Regions from separate parts of the Mus musculus genome. Here region 1 is linked to region 2. Evidence: chromatin contacts called from public HiChIP or PLAC-seq data. All regions are on one chromosome and are shown on one strand. Each heading gives the region's core, a stretch centred on a gene start, on an enhancer-like site or on the middle of the called end of the contact. The rest is flanking DNA. Distances are from core to core; before and after follow the strand shown. Region 1 overlaps Lin7a (lin-7 homolog A (C. elegans)). Region 2 overlaps Acss3 (acyl-CoA synthetase short-chain family member 3).

Region 1 (5,180 bases), core at 935-3,434, 380 kb before region 2:
AAAACAAAAAGCCCAAGACCAGGATCCTGGAAGGTAGACAAACTTTTGAGACAGCTCAATAGTTACAAGTACTACAGTGAAGCTTGCGGCTTACTTACTAGAACAATCTTGTGGTTCTTGTTCAGAATTTCCCTGCATTTATTTTATGAAACCCAAACTGGTTGCTAACATAAAAGCTCCATTCTATGGGTGTCTTAGTTTAGGATGGACACTAGATAGGGATGGAAGCCTGCTAAGCAGCCACAGGGAAACAAGATCCCCAAATGGCTTTTCTTTCTGAAAGTTCATCTTAGTTACTGACTCTGACCACTGCCACCCCACCATGAAAAAGAGAACCCTTGGGAACCATATGTGTATACCCACCCACCTTTATAACTTCAGTTGTAGTTACCCTCCTCTTAAAACCAATGGCAACCTCTGATTGTTCATCTGTGATTTGGGAATCTTAGTCCATTTTCAGATGCTCTAGAGAATGCTACAGACTGGCTAATTTAGAAAGAACAGTTTATTTCTCATAGAGGGTTTTGAGGCTGAGGAGGTCAAGATTGAAGGTTTGCAACCTGGTGAGGGATTTCTTACTGAGTCACGATACCACAGAAGCTATCATGTGGGAAGTACAGAAAACAGAGCTATCTCCTAGAACAGAGCCACTCTCAAGGGAACCAAACGGCATCTACAATAATGGAATACACTGATAATTAACCCATCCACAAAGGTATAGCTCCGGTGACTCATCCCTCTCAAAATGTCCTGGTTGGTATTGCTACAATGGCAATTAAATGTCACCATTGATTTGACAGAGCTATTCAAACCACAGCATGCTCCTGTGCCTCCCTCCCACTTAGATTCTTCTGATATACACAATGCATCCCTCCCATCTCCAGGATTTCCAAATGCCTGCATTTATTCCAGCAACAACCCTGACGTTTAAAGTTCAAACTTTCATCTAAATCAGATGTAAGTCACATGCAATTCACAACTCAAGCTGAAACAATTTCCCTTATCTGGGAGACTATGAAATCAAAATTTAATCTACTCTCAAAATACAGCGATAAGACCAACATGAGACAGACTCTAGCACTCTAAAAACATAAATAGAAATAGGCGAAACAGATAATTTGGAAACAAGTTTTATAATTAGGACAAAGTACAAATAAGGCTGAAATGCGATAACAAAAATCACAGCAAGTCTTAAAACTGGAAAATTAATTTAATTTTGGATCTTCCAAGATGGACATAGGTGTATACAAATAAGAATCTGATGTCTGCAGATTCATGATCTCCCTGACTCTCTCTCATTGTCTTGGTCACTTTCTCTGCATATTAATCATTTCAGCAAATAGTTGCATGGTTATTCCATTTGTATTCTTTTCCAAATGAGATTTTTTTCTTTTACCCATACAAAATTCAAATGGTTCAAATCTTTATCTGATTTTCAATTTCCTTTAATTCTATTTTCTATCTTTAAGTAACTCATCTGCTATCTCACAGTGTATACAGTTAAATGTTGCCATGTAGCTGCCCAAGTGCTTGCTGCTTAGATATCTTTCCGGGGCTTGATATTTCAGTCCATCACAGGGATGTTCTCTATTTCATAAAGCCTTAAGACATGGGCATAATTCTACCAACTTCTTTGCTACTATATAGCAAGAGTGACCCTTTCCTTGAATCTCCAGTGTCTTATTACTCATTTTGGTCAGAAACCTCATGTACTTTACTGACTATATTTCTGTCAACATTCTTACCATGGCTTCAGTAAATAATTCTAAGACATTATAAACTTTTTCTATTCTTTTCTACTTCTTATCTCTAATTAGAATCATCCTTAGTACTCTACTCTATTCACAGCGACAGCCTGTTGCTAACCTCTGCCAATCTCTCTGAGCCTCTCTGCTTTCTGGTTGTTTCTGAGCCTTTCTGGTTTTTGCTATCGCTCATCATCTGGATACCAGTTTGTGTCAGTCTGTTCTCTGTGTCTATAACACAAACTCACAGACTGGGTCACTTATAAAGTAAATACATCTATTTCAGATCAAACGGATGGTGGATCCATGGGCATTGTACTGACAGCAAGGAACAACTTGTGCATAGTAACATGGGAGAAAGGCAAGCAGGCACACACCAGTCAGAACTCATGCTTAAAAAATACTTAGCCTACTCTCTCATTAATAGCATGGATCCATACTGGGCATAGGTCACTGCTTACCTAATCACCTGCCAAGGCTTTTACTGATTAACATTTAACTGATTGCAACTCACTCAGCACAAAGATGGTGAGGAGACACTAAAACTACAATTTAAGGCCATTGCATGTGAATGTCTTACTAAGTTTGAACTTACTTTATCTTCACACACGATTGTACATGGGGTAAATATCTCTTGTGTTACAAATGTTCTCATTATGATTATGCAGGGTTTAAATAACTCACTCACAAATGGAGGATTTAGTGGGATCTGGGACTGAGTGATGTTGAACCCGGAGCCTTTAATTCCCCTTTCCACTACGACTTTACTTTCATCAGCTTTTCTTCTTCTACGATCTGTACTTTCACAACAGCTTTGTGTCCTGCAGGCTTTCTTGGTCAGACGCCGAGCTCTTAATTTTTCCTCTTTCAATAAAGATTAACCCTTATGCATTTACCAGTGTACCTCTCTCAGGAGGGAGTTATTGATCAACAGGATCATCTGGGGAGCTTTCAAATGACAGAATAGAATGGTTATTAGCCTAGGCAGCCCACTGAAATTACCTGAGAGTACTGAAGAAAAAAAAAGTCAAAGATGCCTAGATCCTACTCACATATATTTCTGATTAAATTGAGCTTGTGTTTGACCTGGACATCATAAGCATCAGAATCCTGAAAGTATTCCAGCAATAATAATGTAAAGTTATGTTGAGACTCATTGGCATGGATTTTCAGTGTGTCCTTGCCATTTTAATTACAATTATATTCATTGTATAAAAGAGGAAACTCAGATCCAGATAAAAAAGTTTGTTCTCTAGGAAAAGAGCTGATAAGGAAGAGTTGAAATTTGAATGAAGCAATAGTGTTCTAGAATCCAGGCAACATTTGAAATGTTGCTTAACAAAGCATACACAGACAGATGTTTGTATCTTGAGGTTCTACTCCACATCTGTAACTAAAATTAGGTCCAAAATAGAATTAGGATTGATGAATGAGTCTGTTCCAAATATGTGCAGATCTTTTTGTCATTATTCCATGATAGGGTAGAATATAACAGTGATTTACATGACATTTTATTTATGCAATAATTTAGGTATAATGAATAATTTTGAGATGATAGAACATACGTATGAAGATATACTTATGCTCTTTTTCTATAAAAGATTTGAGCATTTACAGACTTGTGAGCTATGATGGGTGGAGATATTTTTCTGAATCAGTGTGAGTTAATGGCTATCATTCATTGAGAGCCAACAGTGCTTAGAAAAACCTTCACATGCATACAGAGAGATTACTGTTATTTCTATCATACAGGCATTGCAAAAACAAAATAAGGCTTAGATATATGAACTGTCTGGCCCCAAGCTACACAACCAATAGATGGGAAAGGCAGTCTTAAAAACAAAAGACAGTAGTAGTTAGTTGCCTATGTACTTATTTATTTATCCCTCTAACCTGATACTTAAAATAGATTGATGAAAGAAAAAAAAAGCAAGTTTCATACAAATTATCATTTAAATATAACAACACACAGCATCCTGAGCTGGATCAGACATGCATAAGATTGTCTCAGGATGCATTTGTTCATAATCATGCTGGATTGTAGAGAAATGGTCAAGACTCTACCTAGAGAGTACTGAAAATAGTAATAGGAAAAATTGATAACACTTCATTAAAAAATAAAGGAGTGCTGTAAATAAAATTGCAGTTTCAAAAAATAGCTAGTTTAAGAAATGGTGGACCTCAAGTGGAACAAGCTTCCAGTGATCTGAAATAATCATGGAGTCATCTTTTCAGTCTTCAATGATGACTTTTGACTAACGTGATTGGCATGTAGAATTTGGTCCACAATTCATCTGAAGTCGGAACTTGACCATGTAAAGGTATTTTGTACTAGGGCAGGCAGCAAAAATATATTAAGTACTATGGCAGATAATATGAAGTATTTACTCCAAAGTTTCTTATCCTTGCTACTGTCCACTCCAGAATGCAGACCATGAGAAGATCTCTCGGCCTCCAACATCTATCTTAATTTTGAGCAAGTTGTTATAAGTACAACGTCCAAAGAGGCCTTCAAGATGGACATACAGCATATGTACACTTTCAGAAGTTTGATCTATGTTCTTTTCTTCCTTCACACAGCTAAATTCGTTAATGTGCAGAGAATGGAAACAAGCATTACGTCATATTAAATATGGCTTCTGGGGTCCCAGGGATTTAGAAGCAGGACAGGCTCTAGCTCTTGATGTCTTTACCCAGATGTTGTACTTCTAGCTGTCTGACCTTGTGATTCTTGATAATGAGACAAGAGTATGCTTTACGGTTTGTTTATCTGAGGTTTACCTTCAAATGCAAGCTGCATAGAGAAGAAGAATGTGAACTTGGTGGCATGGTTCTAATATGCAGAGTTGAAGTCATACAGAAAACAGTTGCATGTTACATAGTAGTCCCTTTGAACCCAGTAGGCATGGAACGTTTCTTTAGGAAAATCTTGTTTAGGGTGAGGAGGAGACAGTGACAGCAGTTAAAGGAGAATGCCAAAAACAAACAAACAAACAAACCCCAAAAACAAAACAAACAAGCAAACAAACAAAAAACATGAGTAAAGGTCCTGAAGTGGCAGGAGCAAAGCATACATACTAAAAGGTCAGCATCCTACTTGCTCTTGGTGGCTGGGATAGAATAGTGACCTAAGCTAACACAGGGGAGCAAAGGCTTTACTACGGTTTCAGATTACACTTCTTTATTGACAGAAGCCATACTGGCTTGTTTTGTGTGTCAAGTTGACACAAGCCGGAGTTACCACGGAGAAAGGAGCCTCCCTTGAGGAAAGGCCTCCATGAGATCCAGCTGTAAGGTATCTTCTCAATTAGTGATCAAGGGTGGGAGGTCCCATTGTGGTGCCATCCCTTGGCTGGTAGTCCTGGGTTCTATAAGAAATCAAGGTGAGCAAGGCAGGGGAAGTAATGCAGTAAGTGACATCCCTCCATGGCCTCT
Region 2 (5,216 bases), core at 1,577-4,076:
ATGACCATTAACTCTAGATAACCAAGTAAAATGGCCATTCTTCATTCATCCAATCAAATAGACACTATCTAGCCTACCTGTATGTAAGTTGCTCTGGGTAAATATTCTGTTGTCAAGACTGGCAAGCAACTATAGTAACTACCTAAGAAAATCAGGCACTAAGTTATGTCTATATTTTCAATATATGGATTTTAAAAGTAAGATTCTAAAAAAAAAAAATTGTGAAGCAGTTTGGAATGTCTCCAGACAGAGAATGAATTCCTTTCTTAAAGCACTAATTTAGCATGCATTATTTTCAGTTGTGAGCATGGAAATTCTTACAACCCAGGAGTTTAGAGAAGGGATGCACTCATGACTTGTATATCCAAACAGGACCATGTGAGGTCACACATTGGATCTGTACCAAATGATTTTGTTTATCTTGAGTATTCTGAGTGTTTTGAAAAAAGAAACTGCAGTTTCACTATGACTTCATAAAAATAAAACCAGTAAAACAGCAACAGTAACAAAAATCACGTGGATCTTAAAGGTGGCACACTCCTCATTCTGTTGTGTTTTGTTTTATTCTGTCTTTCTGGCTTTTTATTCTACTTTGCCAACTCTCTCTCTCTGTCTCTCTCTCTGTCTCTCTCTCTCTCTCTCTCTCTCTCTCTCTCTCTCTCTCTCTCTCTGTCTCTCTCTCTCTCTCTCTCTCTCTCCCTTTGTGTGTATCTCCATTAGATATTGGGGTTTCTTATGTCCTTCAAACTTTCTTCTTGCTACTTTCTTCCTAAATAATCTGATCTATGTCTATAACTTCCGTTGTCATCTTTGCATGGATCAGAAGTAAATGTGATATTTAGATCGTGAATCTTCTTGGATCCCTGTATACAACTAACTCTTTTACTTGGGTGTCTTGAAAGCATCTGAAGGGACTGGCTGTCTCTCTGGTGTTTTTTCCTAAGTACCTTTTATAACAAATATGCCACTTTGGTACTGGTGAGTCAGGGATGTTGTGCATATGTGAGGGCACAATCTATATGGGAAGTTTCTACTTTCGGCTTAGTTTATTATAATTTTATGGCTGCTGTACAAAATGTGCTTTAAAATTTCACTCTGACCTTATGCTGCCTCTTCCTGAAGTTGCTGCATTCTTTCCCAGTTTTGCTAAAATAAAGGTTGAGTTAAGATCCCTAAAGAGCTCCCATTTAATAGGTAGCTGCTTCTCATCTACTGTCGTCACCAATGTCTTTCTGTGTTCTCCAGCCTCACCCACTTCTTCATCTGAATGCATGTTGCATAGTTTCGCTGAGATTTTCTCCTCCTCCTTATGTGGTAAATGTCTATCCATATATTCTTATCATCATCTGCTAAGGGATGAGGTCCATATTCTTGGGCCTAGATAACACATTTCCTTAGAAGCTGTATCCCTTTTCAATATACACGTTCATAAAAATCAAGCAAACATCTTCCCTGGTGGACTAAGCTCCATTAAATGATACTCTATGTATTTCTGCTCTTCCTTGAGCTTGCTGTATTAACACTGTGGTTTAGAAAGCATCCGATATTAGTCAAATGCATGAATAGAAGATAGAAAAATCTCTAGGGAAGGAGCTTTGTATTCAGATTATTGGCTGCTCTTTCTTGTTAGACTGGTGAGAAACCTGAAATATGAATCAATCTCAGAGGAGGACATAAAAGTAAAACAGGTACAGTTTTATAAGTCCCACCTTAGCATACCCTTAAACTACAGGCATTTATGTCCTGTGGTAGATCAATCTGTGTTCCTAGAGAGATGGCTGTATTGTTCTGTATAGCCTAGAGAGCTTAGGGGACCACTATATGTTGTGGTGCATACCTTTAATCCCAGCACTCAAGAGGCAGAAGCAGGCAGATCTCAGAGTTGAGGGCCAGCATGATAAACAGAATAAGATGCCTGACAGCCAAGGTAACATAGTAAAACCTTGTATCAAAATGAAAGGAAGGAAGGAAGGAAGGAAGGAAGGAAGGGAGGGAGGGAGGAATTACTTCCTATAGTGGTGATAATCTGATAACAGGACTACTCTTCATGACAAACCTCCCGTAAGTGCTAGAAAATCCTCTCTAGGTGGAAGGACAACCCACTGAGGAGAATACTGTTTATTCCTCAAAAATCAATCTACTCCCTCATCTTGGGACATCCTTATTAGGTAGGCGTCCCTGAAATGAAGTCAAATACACTCAAGGTTTCCCATTCGAGATGGCCCGTGTGCATTGTTTGCGTGCGGTACCCACAGCACGGCACGTTCTTTGATTTCGTTAATAAGCAATTAAGAAGCAGCAACAAGTTACTACTTTTCTGGGTAAGCTAAGCAAATTGTCTTTGTCTCCTTCAGCTCTTAGGAACAATCGTGGGAATCTGAACTGTTCACCTCAGATGCTGTGACATGAACCGGTTGGGAATTTCTGGACAGCAGCTCTGAATTTCGTCATTCTTTTTCTTACGTGTTAAGATTATAAGTGTATATGTCATCTAACGGCAGGTCTTTTCTCATTACAGTCAGTCCTCTCACACGGCACTGTGGCTGACTGCGCTGTGGTTGGCAAGGAAGACCCCTTGAAAGGTCACGTCCCCTTAGCACTCTGCGTGTTGAAGAAAGGTGAGGCATGTTTGTCATCTGTTACTGTTTGGCCCTAAACGAGTGGCATTAATTTGGTACTTAACGGCTCAACTTTCTCCCTAGACGTAAATGCATCAGAAGAACAAGTTTTGGAAGAGATTGTGAAACATGTTAGGCAGAGCATTGGCCCTGTGGCTGCTTTTCGAAATGCGGTTTTCGTCAAACAGTTACCCAAAACCAGGTCTGGCAAAATTCCACGGTCTACACTGTCTGCCCTGGTTAATGGCAAGCCTTATAAGGTAAATGATTTAGAATCTTTAATGCTGAGTCCTGCAATAATTTTCACAATGTCTTTGGCACCAGGAAAGCTCTATTGGATTAAAGTTTTCAACATGAATTTTATCTACACCAAGCCATCTTCATTCTCTATGAGGAGAGCTTGAGAAAGAAGCATTGGTTAAAACCACGTGCTTTAATCATAGGAACTGTTGTGTGAACATTGCTTTCAGCAGTTTTATAAACTTCAAACAGACTTGCAGAAATTCATTCCTTTGAACTAAATGCACACATTACTTGATTTCAGTCACTAATGACCATCCACGATGAGAAAGTGAAGTGTTTGAGAAGTCTAAAATGTTCTAACCTATCACTTCTAATTATTTTTACTATTTTGAGGGAAATCATTTTTGGAAACTTTAGACTGATTCAAGCACATATATATGTCAATGTCAAGGCATGTTATTGGCGTAGAGATCTATAATTTCATCAAAAATTTATATAATAATAATAACTTTCTAAGCAATTTTCAGAATAAATAAAATGCTGGAGAAATATGTAGAAATACGAGCAATTTTGCTAAATAAATTCTTTCCTTCATTATCCTAAAAGATCAGTATTTAAGTATTTGGCTTGAAGTTCCCTATTTTACAGGTGTTTTATGAAATAACTGGGGGTATAAATTCTTTGCACCTATAGTCCCAGTATTTAGGAGGTAAAGCAAGGCAGATAAGGAACCCAAGGCTGAGTTTTCATACCCAAGACATTTGAAGCCAACCTGTACTCCATGAGACCCTATCTCAAGAAAAAAAATCAAAACAAATAAAAATCAACAAAAATGAATGGTGAAACAACGCATGTCACTGTTTGTTGTACAAAGTCACAGCAAAGTTCACGGGAGGACGCGCATCTGACACTGCCTATTTATTTCCAGGTGACCCCTACGATTGAGGACCCCAGCATTTTTGGTCACATTGAAGAAGTGCTGAAGCAGGCTGTGTGATTTTTGCTTCCTACGTTCAACCACTTGGTCTTAACTTTCTAGCTGGATTTAAGTCATTTATTTTCTATAAATGAATACTTGAAACAAAATCCCTTATCAACTCAGATGTGAGCTGTAGTGTTTTGTCAGTCTAGTAGCCCCTGAAAGAGACTATATATATTGTTTCATGTGAGCCAGTTTGCACAATTACCTCTTTTCTGTAACATGGATCATTATATGCTATCTAGTGTATTGAGGAACGTGTCTTTGGTGTACAGTTTTACAAATTCATGTGCTTTACAAACACATTTTAATCAAAAAATATCTGAACTATAAATGTACTTTCTGGAGATAGGAATCAACCACACTTTGATCAAAATCTAAACTGAAATCAAAGTTGGAATATAATTTAAAAGGTTATTGTGGAGACTCAAATGTTGTCTATTATTTTATAGATGACCACTATGCTTTTAGGTAATTATCAAAACAGAGTAGGTTGCTTAGCAACACAGGACCCCAGGGTGGAGCACCCCTTCTATGTTACTAGTTACTGGGTAAGGAGAGGCATGTATCTGGTAGAGAATTTCCAATGCATTCACCAAATATTTTGAAGAGATGAAGACTTCTGGAATCCCCTGTCATGATTGACTCTATGTGTCTGGATGCTTTCTTTTTTCGATAGAATCAAGGGATGTCCTCCAATTGGAAAGGCACGACGAGAAGGATGCTATAAGAAATTGAAACATTTTCACCATCTGCTAAATGTCAATACATTTTCATGGCCATGCTAATATCAATGAGCCTTCTTTCTTCTCTGTCTCTCTGACTCTCTGTCTGTCTCTGTCTCTATCTCTGTCTCTGTCTCTGTCTCTCTCTCTCTGACAAGGATGTGTTTCCTAAGTTGGCCTCAGAAATCCTGGTCCTCCTGCCTCTTACTCATAGTTGCTGGGTTTACTTCCAAATTAGCACTTTTTCCTCTCATAAGGGTTGAACCCAGAGTTCTGTGCATGTTAGATAAGCACTCTTCTACTGAGCTGTACCACTGGTGCTCAATGAGTTTATAGTGGTTCTTGTGGTGCATAATCCAACAAGTGATTTAAGAACAATATATAGCCTTAAATACTAGAAATCATATATTCCAGCAAGGGCCATCCCTATCAGATCCCAAAGAAATATGGCTCAGGAGAGAGGCTTTACCTTACTGCAAGAGCCTCTTGTTTTCAAGAGAACCCCAAACATTTACTTGTATTGCAAGTTTTAATTTGAATTTGAAAAGATATTAAATATTCTAAAATTATGGTCTAACATACATTTCTTCTATAAAATGATGGAGTCTTTTCAAAAATTGGAGATAAGGCTTTATTAAGTTTAAAGAAATA

What was found. HiChIP or PLAC-seq counts read pairs in DNA pulled down with a chosen protein or histone mark.
Region 1: an H3K27ac HiChIP or PLAC-seq map of hepatocytes shows a contact between it and region 2, with 4 times the contacts expected there. The contact joins two enhancer-like sites. A contact is called at or near these places in 2 of 484 Hi-C or Micro-C datasets (both in liver) and 1 of 115 datasets of contacts at active chromatin or transcription factors (hepatocytes).

The regions. Positions count from the first base shown.
Region 1 is chr10:107,313,310-107,318,489 of GRCm38.p6, reverse strand. All of the region lies in intron 1 of Lin7a (lin-7 homolog A (C. elegans)), which reads right to left. Among named protein-coding and RNA genes, the nearest start is that of Lin7a, 44 kb to the right of the region's middle. Within about 2 kb of position 2,184, at least 7 of the 459 cell types and tissues checked have an H3K27ac peak or open chromatin away from gene starts, as enhancers often do. A contact at or near this core is called in hepatocytes, where this site is marked.
Region 2 is chr10:106,934,806-106,940,021 of GRCm38.p6, reverse strand. Acss3 (acyl-CoA synthetase short-chain family member 3) reads left to right here. Exons shown (of 16, transcript NM_001142804.2): 14 at 2,519-2,618; 15 at 2,703-2,878; 16 at 3,790-5,216. The coding sequence ends at 3,858. Among named protein-coding and RNA genes, the nearest start is that of Acss3, 190 kb to the left of the region's middle. Within about 2 kb of position 2,826, at least 3 of the 459 cell types and tissues checked have an H3K27ac peak or open chromatin away from gene starts, as enhancers often do. A contact at or near this core is called in hepatocytes, where this site is marked.